Linked DNA regions of Mus musculus: region 1 is linked to region 2. Evidence: chromatin contacts called from public HiChIP or PLAC-seq data. All regions are on one chromosome and are shown on one strand. The core of a region is the stretch at or near the end of the contact, and the rest is flanking DNA. Distances in the headings are between cores, read along the strand shown. Region 1 has its middle 19 kb from the start of Gm41072. Region 2 holds the start of A430090L17Rik (RIKEN cDNA A430090L17 gene).

Region 1 (6,044 bases), core at 666-3,165, 37 kb after region 2:
GCCATTGCAAGACTTTCCCTTCCCTGCATGCTAGCTGGATTTTGTGGATGCACTGGGTAGGAAACTGACTTTCAAAGGCCAATCAGTTCTGAATGAATATGCAGTATTTAGTGTTTCAGAACTGTATAAGAAGTCAGAGTCTCTGCAAAGTATGACAACTGGGACTTAAATAATTAGTTTATACATGTGAAGTTTGGCCTGCGGATATAGCTCTGTTGGTAGGGTATATGACTAGCATAATCACAGACCTAGAGTTATTTCCCAGTACGTTATAAACTGGTGTGGTGGTACACACCTCTAATTCCTACACTTGGGAGGTGGAGGCTGGAGGATCAGGCATTCAAGGTCACCCTAAAAACTACGTAAGACCCTTTTAAAAACACGTGTGTAACGTAATACATCTATTTGAAAACCAGTCACATTTCTGAATTGTCACCAGAACGGTAATGGTTTTATTAGGTAGAATACACGAAACTACCCACACCACTACCCTGCACTAGGGAGGCCGAGGCAGGTGGATGGCTATGAGTTTGAGGCCAACCTCAAACAGTGTGAGTGCCAGGACTCCATAGAGAAACCCTGTCTCAAAGAACAGTGAATAAATAAGTCAGTAAATAAACAAATAAATAGAAATTTCTGCTTTCTGTGGTTATATCTAATACTTTCACCACAGTTGAAAACATAAGATTTCCTAGGGATCTAGCCATTTGTCCGTCTATTCAGCAATATTCATTAAGGGTTAACCAATCTGAAACTTATGTCAGTCCTAGGGGCATGGGCCACACACACATGAATCTTGCCCTTAAGAAATTCTGTCTTCAACAGGAGACAGACTAGCATAAAAACAATTGCAATTAGAATCAGATTAATGCAGTCCTGAAGTTCTGCATAAAATATCCAGAAACTGAAAAAGGAATGTGTACATCTTTTGTGAAGACAGGGTGGTCTTCACACAGAGAGGCAAGGCTGAGGGAAGCTCGATGCTATGACCGCGAACAGTGTAAAATGCATCCGAGGGACAAGGCTTTGGAGGATGAAGAACGGCACATACACAGGTGGTGTTGGGACAAGAGCGTGGCTGGAGCAAAACTGCAGACATGTGTTGCTTAATGCTGGGGCTATGCAGAGAAATGTGTCATCAGACAATTTCATCATTGCTGGACTATCACAAAGTTATTATAAACACAAGATACATGTGGCTGCTGCAGGCTGGCCAGCCTTCTGCAGGGCAGTGACACCATTTTTCAATAAGTAGAAGCAAGCGGAAGACTCTAAAGGAACAACAAATCTGGAAATACACAAGCCAGAAGCACAGGCGTTGGCTCGCATGTGCGGCACATAATATGTAACTACATTGCTGTTCCTTTAAACGGCCAGCAACGCAGTCGGTCATTGGCACTAGTACTGTTGTAGACACACAGATAAAGCATTGCATCATGACAGTGTAATGGTTACAGCATTACTATGTAATTGCAAATTTTAAGCTTGACTTTAATCTTCAGGTAGCCACCATCACTCGAAGTATCTGTTCTGGACCAAACTGCCTTTATGCATCATCTAGCTATGAATAGTTTTGAATCTGGGCATGCCACTTAAAAGCTGGATGTCTTATGACAGGTTTCTTCCCATACCAGTGTTTTAATCTGCAAGGTGAAGATAGCAATAATCACTCCATAAAATGATGACTAAGATCAGTCACATAGCATATGTTCCAAGCTCAAGAAAACAGGGTGTGTACGTAGCCACTTAAATTGTGGCTACTTTTAGACTAGTTTTCTGATTTCACTTCCTTGTTAGCCGGCACATACCTAAGCCATTATTGGAGAAGTTTCAGCTAGTTCTCATGAAAACAGTGTGTCCTGTGGTTATAGGGTACAGGTAGTGAAGCTCCCAAAGAGATCTGTGACCTTCGAGGGCCTGTGGCTTTTTGTCAGGCCACAATGTGGTCTTGCATTTTCTCAGAAGTCTACCGTATCTGCTTGTGATCTTGCAAGTGTGTTTGTGACTTTCGAGAACAAAACTTGTCAGCACACAAAAGTTCCCAGATGGCTTTCTCAAGGACTTTTTGAACTCTGCTGTGGTCTTTGATTAGGGCGTTCCCAAGAGATCTGAGAGCAGATTTCGTGTTGCACCTATAAACGTGGCCCATGCAAAATTGAGCAAATCATTGGCCCAGTTCGGTTCCTCGCCTAACTATAGATGGATTGGTGGCAGGGAGATCAACATCGCATCTGATGCCATTGACTGAGCCATGATCCTGGCCTCCGAAGCTCTGCAAACCTCTCAGCAGAGTCTTGGAAAAGAGTAGCCAGATACCGAATGGTGCTCACCTCGAATACATGTCCTTATTGTAGAATCATGCCTATGAAGTTGGTGTCATGCCGTCTTGATCTTTGAGTGGTTTTATTAGCTTCACCCACACGTTGTAATGGATTTGAGATGGCATTTAAGAGCTGCAAAAACTAAGGTCCCGGGCCACAAGCACCCAGTAAAGTCAGCCGTATTAAATAAGGCTTAGTGTAACATGCCTCCCTGACTGGCTGGCTGGCTGGCTGGCTGGCTGGCTGGCTGCGGGGAACAGAGGCTGAAAGGAAGAGCGCCCACGAGTAACCACAGGAGGGAAGGAAGGTTCTGAGTCTACATCTGAGTTACAATGAAAAGTAGGGCTTGGTTATCAGAGTCTCTACTATAAAAACATCAGAGGCCCTGTGGTGAACATGGCAGGCTCTACAAAACCTGAGGGGGTGTTTCCACTTAGGGCCTCAATCCCTTTGTGTTTGTTACTCTGGTTTCAGTATTTTTTTTTTTTTAAAAAAACACTACGTGGCAAGAATCACATTGCTCTGTTGTTCAAAGGGTTAACTGCAGATTCACTTTGGGGTGAAACACTGAGTTGTTCAAGGCCTTGTCCCTGATGGCTGAGTTCTGAGATAACCTTAATACCATGCAAGGCAATAAATAGCAAAGGAGGTGGGGGGAATCCAGTTGTTGTTGTTGTTTTTTTTTTTTTTTTTCACAGCGACTTTCATTGTAAGTATGTCAGATTTTAAAAATGAGGCTCCATAAACCACATCACCACAGAGCCCTGTTGTCCCCCCGTGGGGGTTTGTGGTTCCAAACGCTTGGCCTTTTTGGATGCTGTCTTGCAGTGGGCCTGGGGACCGGTTAGAGTGACTAAAAACAATTCTGGCGCCAGATCACCTTGTGGCTGAGGTGAACTGGCGATCTTGTTCTGAAGTGGTTGAAGCCGCTCACCTCAGGTGCTTTGGAGAGAGAGAGACCTTTGACCTCAACCTCCTCGATGGTCACACACATTCACAGCCATCTTGGCAGCCTGGAACCCCCCCCTCCTGCATGTCCGTGGAAATTCCTAGAAGTGGAAAGGCAAACTCAGCCCCAGGATGTTGGCAGGATCCAGTGTGTTACTAAAAATGGGGCTTCATGGATGGAGACTTAAGATTCTTAAGTGAAGAGAGAGGAGAGAGAGGAGAGAGAGAAAGGAAAATGTATGCAATTATCAGTGACTCCAGAAACTTCAGTTGTTCTGAAATGGTTCATTAGCAAAGATTGAAATCGGGTCACAAGAACGCTGCTTCCCACCACTGAGGGCGAGGGCGAGGGCGAGGGCGAAGCTGATCTCTCTGAAGCCATACTCCTCCCTCCTATCTCAGCCAAGAGTGTCCGTCTCCTGAGGATAGTTAGGAAACTGTTAGAGGGGTTTGGGGTTACAGACTTCATAACCGTTTCTTAATGCCACAGCCCACCTTCGCAGAAATTCTAAGCTCCCAGTCTCCTAGCTAATTGGGCCCTTTCCCAAACACTAAATAATGGGACAAGGATAGAAGTCCGATTCTCTTCCAAAATGCAGAGGCGGAAGGCTGGAGGACTGTGTTCCCTGAGTCTGGTCTGACTCCAGCCCCCTGGCTGATACCTACTGTGGGTCCTTATGCAAAGGCGAAGGGCTGGGTTGAACCGGAGCAAGACAGCAGTTGTCTATGACAGCTTTCTTTATTCATAGCCACATTCTCTCAGCCAAAACTGCGTTTCCTGGTACCTCTCTCGGGGTTCCAAACGAGGAGCAGAGCGGTTGGATCATTTGATTAGCTTTTTCCTAGAACAGGGAGTCTCCCAGCTCTGTTTACTTCCCAGGGAATGCAGGACAAGACCCAAGAATGGGGCGCCTTATGGGGCCGCTCCTGAAAGAACCAACAGCCCAGATATGGGCCTAGATTTGCTAAATGTGTCCGTAGGCTTGCTCCCCACATCAGGTAGGAACCTGAACCACCTTCTCTGTCCAGTGTGTTTCCTTTCCCAGGAACCCCTTCTCAGGAGGAGGAAACTGCTTGTTCCCTGTAGATCACCTGAGTTTTTCTTTTCATTGTGGTTTTCTGGCCCATAATATCAAATTGACCGTTGTAAAGACTTTGAAGTTACATGTCAGTCGTAACCAGCTGTTCCCACATTGTTGCACAATAATTTCTAGATTTTTTTTTTAATCCTGCAAAACTACAAAGACACACATGTGGAACTTATATACACATAGAACAAAAGTGTCCATGATGGTCCTACCCCCCAGTTCTGGCCACTGTTCTTCTTTCTATGATTTTGACTAATTTACATCCCTTACCTACCATTTGTGAGGCCCTGGATTTGATCCCAAACACTAAGAAGAGGAAGAACTTAGACCCCTCATACAGACTTTATCTTCCTGTAATGGGATTATTTCAGATAGTACAGTATTCTCAAAGCTCATCTGTGTTAAAGTCAAAGAGTATTCCTTTGTTTGTATATACCGTGTTTTATTCATTCATTCATTCATCTTGATGTGAAATGTTTTCACTCTTTGATGCTCGTGAATCATGGCACCACGACATAGGTATGCAAACTGGTCTATGATTCTAATTTTAATAGGGAAGGAGGTTATATACTTAGAATGGAATTGTTGGACCACATAGTAATTCCATTTTTGATTTGAATAGTTTTCATAGTAACTTCACCCTTTTATATAGACTTCAGCCTTTGAAATCACTTAGATATCCCTAAGCCCTTTCCAAACATGCTGTCCATAGCTATAGAGTGTAGAAGGTTCCCAAGATCAACCTTGTTGACCAAATAGAAGGCCTTGCTGAGGTCCAGGGGAAGTGAAATGCATGGTTGCCTTGGTCCTTCCATCAGTGAGCAACACAGCACAGAGCTAAGTCATTTCCATCCCTAAAGGTCTTTTTGCTGCATGTAGCCCCCAACCCCCACCCAAACCCATGGGAGAAGGCTTAATTAACCATACCAGCTAATGTCACTCTCCTGGGTCTTTGAGCCTATGTTAAAGGTGGGTAGATATCTCTAGGTCCATTCCTTATGGGATCAGTGGCTCATTGAGTACAGCGTATTTGCTCCTGCTGGACAGCCCACAGTGGAGGAAGAACAGTAGCTTATTTGCTGCCTAGCCAGGCTAAGGATCTTAGATCTCATGCAAGAGGAGCCCAGCTCCTCTGTCGTAGCAAAGGGACCTGAGACATGCAGAGCTGTGGGCAACATGGCTTTCTAGATTAGGAGCTTATGCCTTGGACGTGTGTGTCTCTTCTATTCCCCCAACTCTAATACCTCTTTAGCTATCCCTAACACACACACACACACACACACACACACACACACAGAGAGAGAGAGAGAGAGAGAGAGAGAGAGAGAGAGAGAGAGAGAGAGGGAGAGAGAGAGAGAGAGAAAGAGAAAGCAAACACAGCTATTAGAAGTAACAAATTGTCACTAACACCGTGCTGTAATATAGTTTGTCAGGGACTGTCCTCTGGGAGAGATGGATAGAGGGCTTGTTGAGGCCCCTAAAGGGAGAAGCATACAGGAAGAGGAGCTGGAGAAAAATCGACAACTTCCATTTCTTTCCTAGTTTTCCTAGAAGCAGTCTACAAGAGGTTCAGTTGAACATTCATGAATCGTTGTGTTTTATGACTTGTCGCCATTAGCAAATATGGAGTGGGCAAGCCATTAAATCGTTCTCTACACCCCAGATTTATATATCAACACCAAGTTGT
Region 2 (5,717 bases), core at 1,686-4,185:
CTGAGGAGACCAGAAGCAACCTACCTACCTTTGCCTCTTGCATGGTGACCTAATAAGCAGGGTTTTGTTTGTTTTTTTGTTTTTTGTTTTAATAAGACAAGCCCCTCAGGCATATTAGGAAATAGAGGTAGTTTGTGCTCTACTTCTAGATTAGCAGATTAAGCACATCTGGTAATGCCAATCAGCTCTGACTTCTCACTACAAAGAGCTGAGATCATTGTCTTGGGCCATTCTGGGGCATGCTAAGTTCCCTATGCAATGGGAACTGGGTTTCTATATAATTATTGTTGTAACGTGTAACAACATCCTGTACACAACAGAGGTTACTGGCTTGGGAAGGAGACTTATAACAAAGGCAAGGCTTACTCACAGGTAATAACCTTATGTCATTTGTCTGCCTTGTGCTCATTCCAAGGTCAGGCAGCTCCACTGAGTGTGAGCTTCCTTAAGATGCTGTATCTATCGTGAGCACATTACCCACAGTCCTCTAGAAAGCAAGCATCCACTCTCTGTTTGTACCCCCATTAGCAACACTGAATTGGGGACACATCAGTAGTCACTCAATAAGAAGTTAGTGTCCATTCTGTGCAGCATCATTGCGAATGTTGCATATCGATTTTTTGATTGTGTTGTTTATTTATGTCCTTAATGACTTTTGTAGTGCCTTTCTAAGGATTTCAAGATCCTCCTAGCAGTACACTCAGGACAGCTGTGCAGCTCTCTGTGACCAACCTTTCTTTGAACAGGCTGCCAATAATGCACTCTGAAGAATCTTAATGATATCCCACCACTATCTCCAGACTTACCCAGGAGCGCACGGGCACAGCTCTCTCAGACTCTGGTGAGGGTGACCAATTCAAGCCAGGAGCTCCTGTAATCAAGGCAGCAGAGCTAGATAAACCCCTTAGCAAGCACACAGACAACAATGTGTTTTCTCAATGGGTAACAGTTTAGCAGCTGACCCTAGGAAGGAAAAGAAAAAGACTGGTTAGTTGCATTTAAAGATTGGGGGGGGGGGGGATAAGAATACTGCAAAGGGTTGCTGATTTCATGACTTAACGTAGTAGTTCGACGTCTTCATCCCCAGAGCTGCAAAGAGAAGACACGGGGTCAGCTGTTGCTAGTCCTGGTACCAACAGCCCCCAACATGTGACTCAGGAGGAAATTTACAAGTATCACTGAAAAAGGTTTCTTTCTCCTGTCATAACAGATGAAGAGATGAAAGCCAGGGGCTGAAGTAGAGATGAACAAACTCCCATTTCCTCCTTAGCAGTCATGGGAAAGGCTGGACAAAACTGCAGTCAACACGGGTCCTCTGGACCGTTTAGAAATGGAACAAAGAGATTAAGGTCCTATATCCCTAACTATCTCAGAAAGCATTGTTAAGGGATGAGTGCAGCTCAGGGCTGGGGGACTTTCCTAGCATATATAAGCCCAGAGTTTGTTACCAGATCAGAACAAAATAGACAAACAGCAAAAGAAACCACCCGTGGTAATCAGTTGGTGTGTTTAAAACTATAGGAAAACAACAAAGGGTTCCATCACGATCACTAACTCGCTTGCGTTCCCAGCTAACCTGCGCTTCTATATACAAAGTCCCACAACTGCAGTTTTTGATTTTATGGTTTTTTTGGTTGGTTTTGTTTGGTTTTGTTTTTTGAGACAAAGCCTCCCTGTGTAGTCCATAAGTGAGCCAGGACTCTCAGTGTAGACTAAGCTAGCCTTGAACTCATAGACATCCACCTGCCTCTGCCTTCTGATCGACAAGACTAAAGGTGTGCAGCACCACACCGGGCACAGGCTGTGGCTCATTCTCCAGGCTTTCTGGTTCTGAGGTCTTCATTCTGTCAACAGTATTAACAGCTGACCTGCCATGCCGGGCTTCAGAGATGAGAAAGAATACACTCCTATTTCTCAAGTCCCGTTTCCCATAACAAAGGAGCTGATCTGAATAACCCTATCGCCTTCTATTGGAGTCAGCTGTTTTTCTTGCTTCTGGTTGAAGTATAGTCACAGAGCAGGGATGAGTGAGAAGTCCTGCATATTACTAACTGGCCCTTTATGATCGTTAAACAGCCCAGGCCTGGGGTGATAGCCTGCAATCCCAGCTGGGAGCCAGAGCTGCGGCCAGGCTGTTGCTGCTTCTGCTAGGGATTCTGTCTCCACATTTTACAGACCTCTGTTCTAACCTCCTCAGTCAGCACAAACAGCAGGCTTGCATGGGTGGCTTGTCCCAGCGCACCTCTGCAGCCTTTACATAGCCTCTTCAGTCTTGCACAAGGGATGACAGGTGACTGAGTGGCATTTTTCAGGAAACCGGCCTGTACGATCTAAATTACCAGAGTTCCGTAGAACGCTTGAGACCCTCCACTACAAGTCATCATAGCCATCCACAGACATAAGAAAAACCACTCAAAGTCTGCTAGTGTTTCACAAAGGAAACACCTGTGGTTCTCCTAGATATGGGGACGTACAGGAGAAAGAAGTACTCAATGGCCCCAGGCAGTTATGAAAGGCACCACAGGGGCTAGGTAGACAGTTCTCAACAGGCCAGGTCCACCCAGGTGATGTTTAGGCATCAGAGGATAGGATATAACATCTTTAGCTTTCGCAATTACCAACGGGTGCTTGTGGCATTTAATTCTCCAACATGAGAGATGACGTAGTTTGGTGGACGGCACGGTCAGTCCCACATGATACGATGTTCCTCCCTGACTCTGTCTTTAATGTCTAACCACACTTTCATGTGGGTCAGAGCTCTGTTTATAAATAGCCAAGCTCAGAACCTAAATTTATTTCATGTAAAACACAAAGTAAGCCATGTTCTAGCATCCCCCCCCACCGACCCCCACCTGAGCTTACCAAAGTATACAAGAGAAAACTAGGTCGCCCGTGGGCACATACATACTCCATGCATGCCTTCATAACAAAAACAGGAAGCAGACGTTTATCACTATAAGTAAAAGGAAGTTTGCAGGTGTCAAAGAAGGAAAGATCAATGACTCAAGTTAGGAGCTGCATATGCCTTCTAAAAATTTAGTCACAGAAATTGCAAGTAAAATGCATTAAAGGGGAGTGAGGGTAAGTAACCCAGCCTGCATCCTCACAATCGAACTTGTATCCCTGGAGCTGAGGAAGGGCTGTCTTAGGGCTTCACTACTGAAGGAAATGTGATGGTCATGCCCAGCCCTGAGAAAGTGTGCCGTGTGATGTCTCGGGAGTTTAACAGCTGCTACAACCATTAGCAGTGACGGAACCACCGTGCCTTCTGTTATAAAAAGACTGTGTGGTGGATTCAACGTGTGAATAATGGACTCTGGTCATGCAGATCACCCACCGAGCCTCAGAGAGGACGGGCTCGGGTGGCAGAGCTAAAATAGGTTGGCTGCTTTTCGGTGGCTTTGTTTTTCTATCTCTAGGGTGGACACATGGCTACCGACGAATGCCCACTCTGTGACTATCCCGAAAATAGCTAAATGACCACAGGTTGCCAGGCAGCTGCGTTCTGATGTCACTCCTCCTTGTAGCACTTCCCAACTGACCGTGACATGTACGCAGCAGGAAAGTGTTTCAAAAGACTTAGGTTCATATTTAGAACTTGTCTCTTAATAAGAAAACAATCTTGAATGGCGATCCCCCTATCCTGGGGGCACTTCTTTGCATTCTAAAGGAAACTCGGATTTAAAGTCATCATTCGTGTTAGTCAAACTTGAACACTGGTCTTTAAAATGATCATCAACATAAAAATAAAAACGTGCTGATAATAAGCCAACATGACAGTAAGTTTTATTGTAGTAACTCCGGGTTATTGTAATAACCCGAAGTCGGGTTAGGATAAGAAAACAAAATTGAAATTTATTCTGAAGGCATTTAGGATTAGACAGTCTCTCAGGCATCGTGTTAGGAACTCGAAACTCTGATGGTGCAAAGCTGTGTTCTGGCAGCAGAGAAACTCGAGGTATGCCAGCATCTAAGGATCTGAATCTTTGTTTTAAGACTTACATTGTAAAGTTTATGGAATCCTTCAAATGCCAGCTGGGTGATTGTGGCTCCATTAGGTGCCCACTTAGGTTACACTGCCGAAAATCTCAAGTTACTCTGCAGTATTTGTCAGATTAACGCCACTGGGTTCCTCTGTCTGGTGACGACCCTGTCTTCGTGGCTTCTGTTTCCTTCATTTTAGGATTCAGCAAAACCTACCTTTAGCCATCTTTGCTCTCTTCCAAGTGTGCCTGTGTGATAAACAAGCTAGAACTCACTAGATTTTATGTCTGTCAGAAATCTGAAAGGTGAACAGTTACTTGGAGATCATTAACCTCCTCATTGTCATCACATTAGCTGGAATTCTGCTGTAAGGATTAATCTGTGTGGTGTGGTGTGGTTTGGTTTGGTTTGGTTTGGTTTAGTTGGGTTTAGTTGGGTTTAGTTGGGTTGGGTTTGATTTAGTTTGGTTTAGTTGGATTGGGTTTGGTTTGGTTTGGTTTAGTTGGATTGGGTTGGGTTAGGTTGGGTTAGGTTGGATTTGGTTTGGTTGGGTTTAGTTGGATTGGGTTGGGTTGGGTTGGGTTGGGTTAGGTTGTGGGGTGTTTTGTTTTGTTTTGTTTTGGTTGGCTTTTCCTTTTGAGCCAGGGTCTCACTGTGTCTTCCTGGCTGGCCTGAAACTCACTGTGTAGAACAGTCTGGCCTCAGTGCAGATGTGTCTGCTTCAGACTTCCAAGTGCCAAGATTAAAGGTGTGTACCACATCACCACCCAACTTGATTCTGTGCAACTTTTAAATGGACCCCTCAGCTTTATTTTCATTTCTAAATTAGTATACAACATTTGGTCGTTTTTAGTCAAACATGGCGGCACACACCTATAATTCCAGTACTTTTGGGTCAGAGGCAGGAGGATTGGCTACAAGTTTAAGGAGTTCCAGACCAGTCAGGGATAGTGAGACCCTGTTTCAAAAAGCAAAAACAAACAAAAGACACATACCATGGACAAAGATCTTTATAGTCTTGGATCTATCTCCTTGCTCTTGAGAGCCGGTCTGGACAGGTGTTTCTGCTGGTAACAGTTGGCTGGTCTTTATGATGGCGGCACAAAACATTTGGGAGTGGTAAGAGGTTTTCTAGAAACCTTGCTTGGTGATAAGGACAAAGTTTTGCTTCAGCCTACTGTGTGTGAATGAGTGAGTTGCTGAAAGAACTCCTTACCTTACTCTAGCCCTTCAGAGCAGAGCACAAGTGTTTTTATGAACCCTGGTAGTGTAATCCTGATTCACTCAGGATTTGGATCTTCTACTCCCAGCAAGTCCAGGACCAAAAGAGGTGGGAGCAGACCTGAGAAACGCTGTGCAAATGTGCAACCCCATGACTTTATGTAAGTGGGTCTGTGTATGCTTGAGCATCTGTACCTGTAGCTCTCATGCTTTCTTCCAGAAGATCCCTTCCTCACCCTCAGAAATGTCCACTAGAAATGCAAGAGAAAATAAGGTCCCTGACAGTGAGATTTTATTGGTTTTGTTTTGATTTTGGGTTTTAGTTTTTTGGGGTTTGTTGCTGTTGTTTGTTTGTTTGTTTATGTGCTTCCTGCTCCAGACAACTGTTTATAGGATCCAAAAAATAAAAATAAATTTAAAATAAAATAAAATAAAATAAAAGAGGTTTATAGGATCCATACTTTTTCAGCAGTTTGAGATGTCAAGCATTATGTTGCTAGCAGTGGTTAGAG

Evidence for each region. HiChIP or PLAC-seq counts read pairs in DNA pulled down with a chosen protein or histone mark.
Region 1: a BATF HiChIP or PLAC-seq map of CD8 T cells shows a contact between it and region 2, with 11 read pairs. The contact joins the enhancer-like site here to the promoter of A430090L17Rik in region 2. A contact is called at or near these places in 1 of 15 datasets of contacts at CTCF or cohesin (the NIH/3T3 cell line), 3 of 484 Hi-C or Micro-C datasets (CD4 T cells, cranial neural crest and muscle stem cells) and 4 of 115 datasets of contacts at active chromatin or transcription factors (CD8 T cells, embryonic fibroblasts, embryonic stem cells and 1 more).

The regions. Positions count from the first base shown.
Region 1 is chr13:114,187,031-114,193,074 of GRCm38.p6, forward strand. No RefSeq gene overlaps it. Among named protein-coding and RNA genes, the nearest start is that of Gm41072, 19 kb to the right of the region's middle. Within about 2 kb of position 1,916, at least 20 of the 459 cell types and tissues checked have an H3K27ac peak or open chromatin away from gene starts, as enhancers often do. A contact at or near this core is called in CD8 T cells and memory CD8 T cells, where this site is marked.
Region 2 is chr13:114,148,657-114,154,373 of GRCm38.p6, forward strand. It overlaps A430090L17Rik (RIKEN cDNA A430090L17 gene), which reads right to left and starts at 2,936. Exons shown (of 14, transcript NR_045836.1): 1 at 2,863-2,936; 2 at 807-1,089. The region is part of intron 4 of Arl15 (ADP-ribosylation factor-like 15); the gene reads left to right.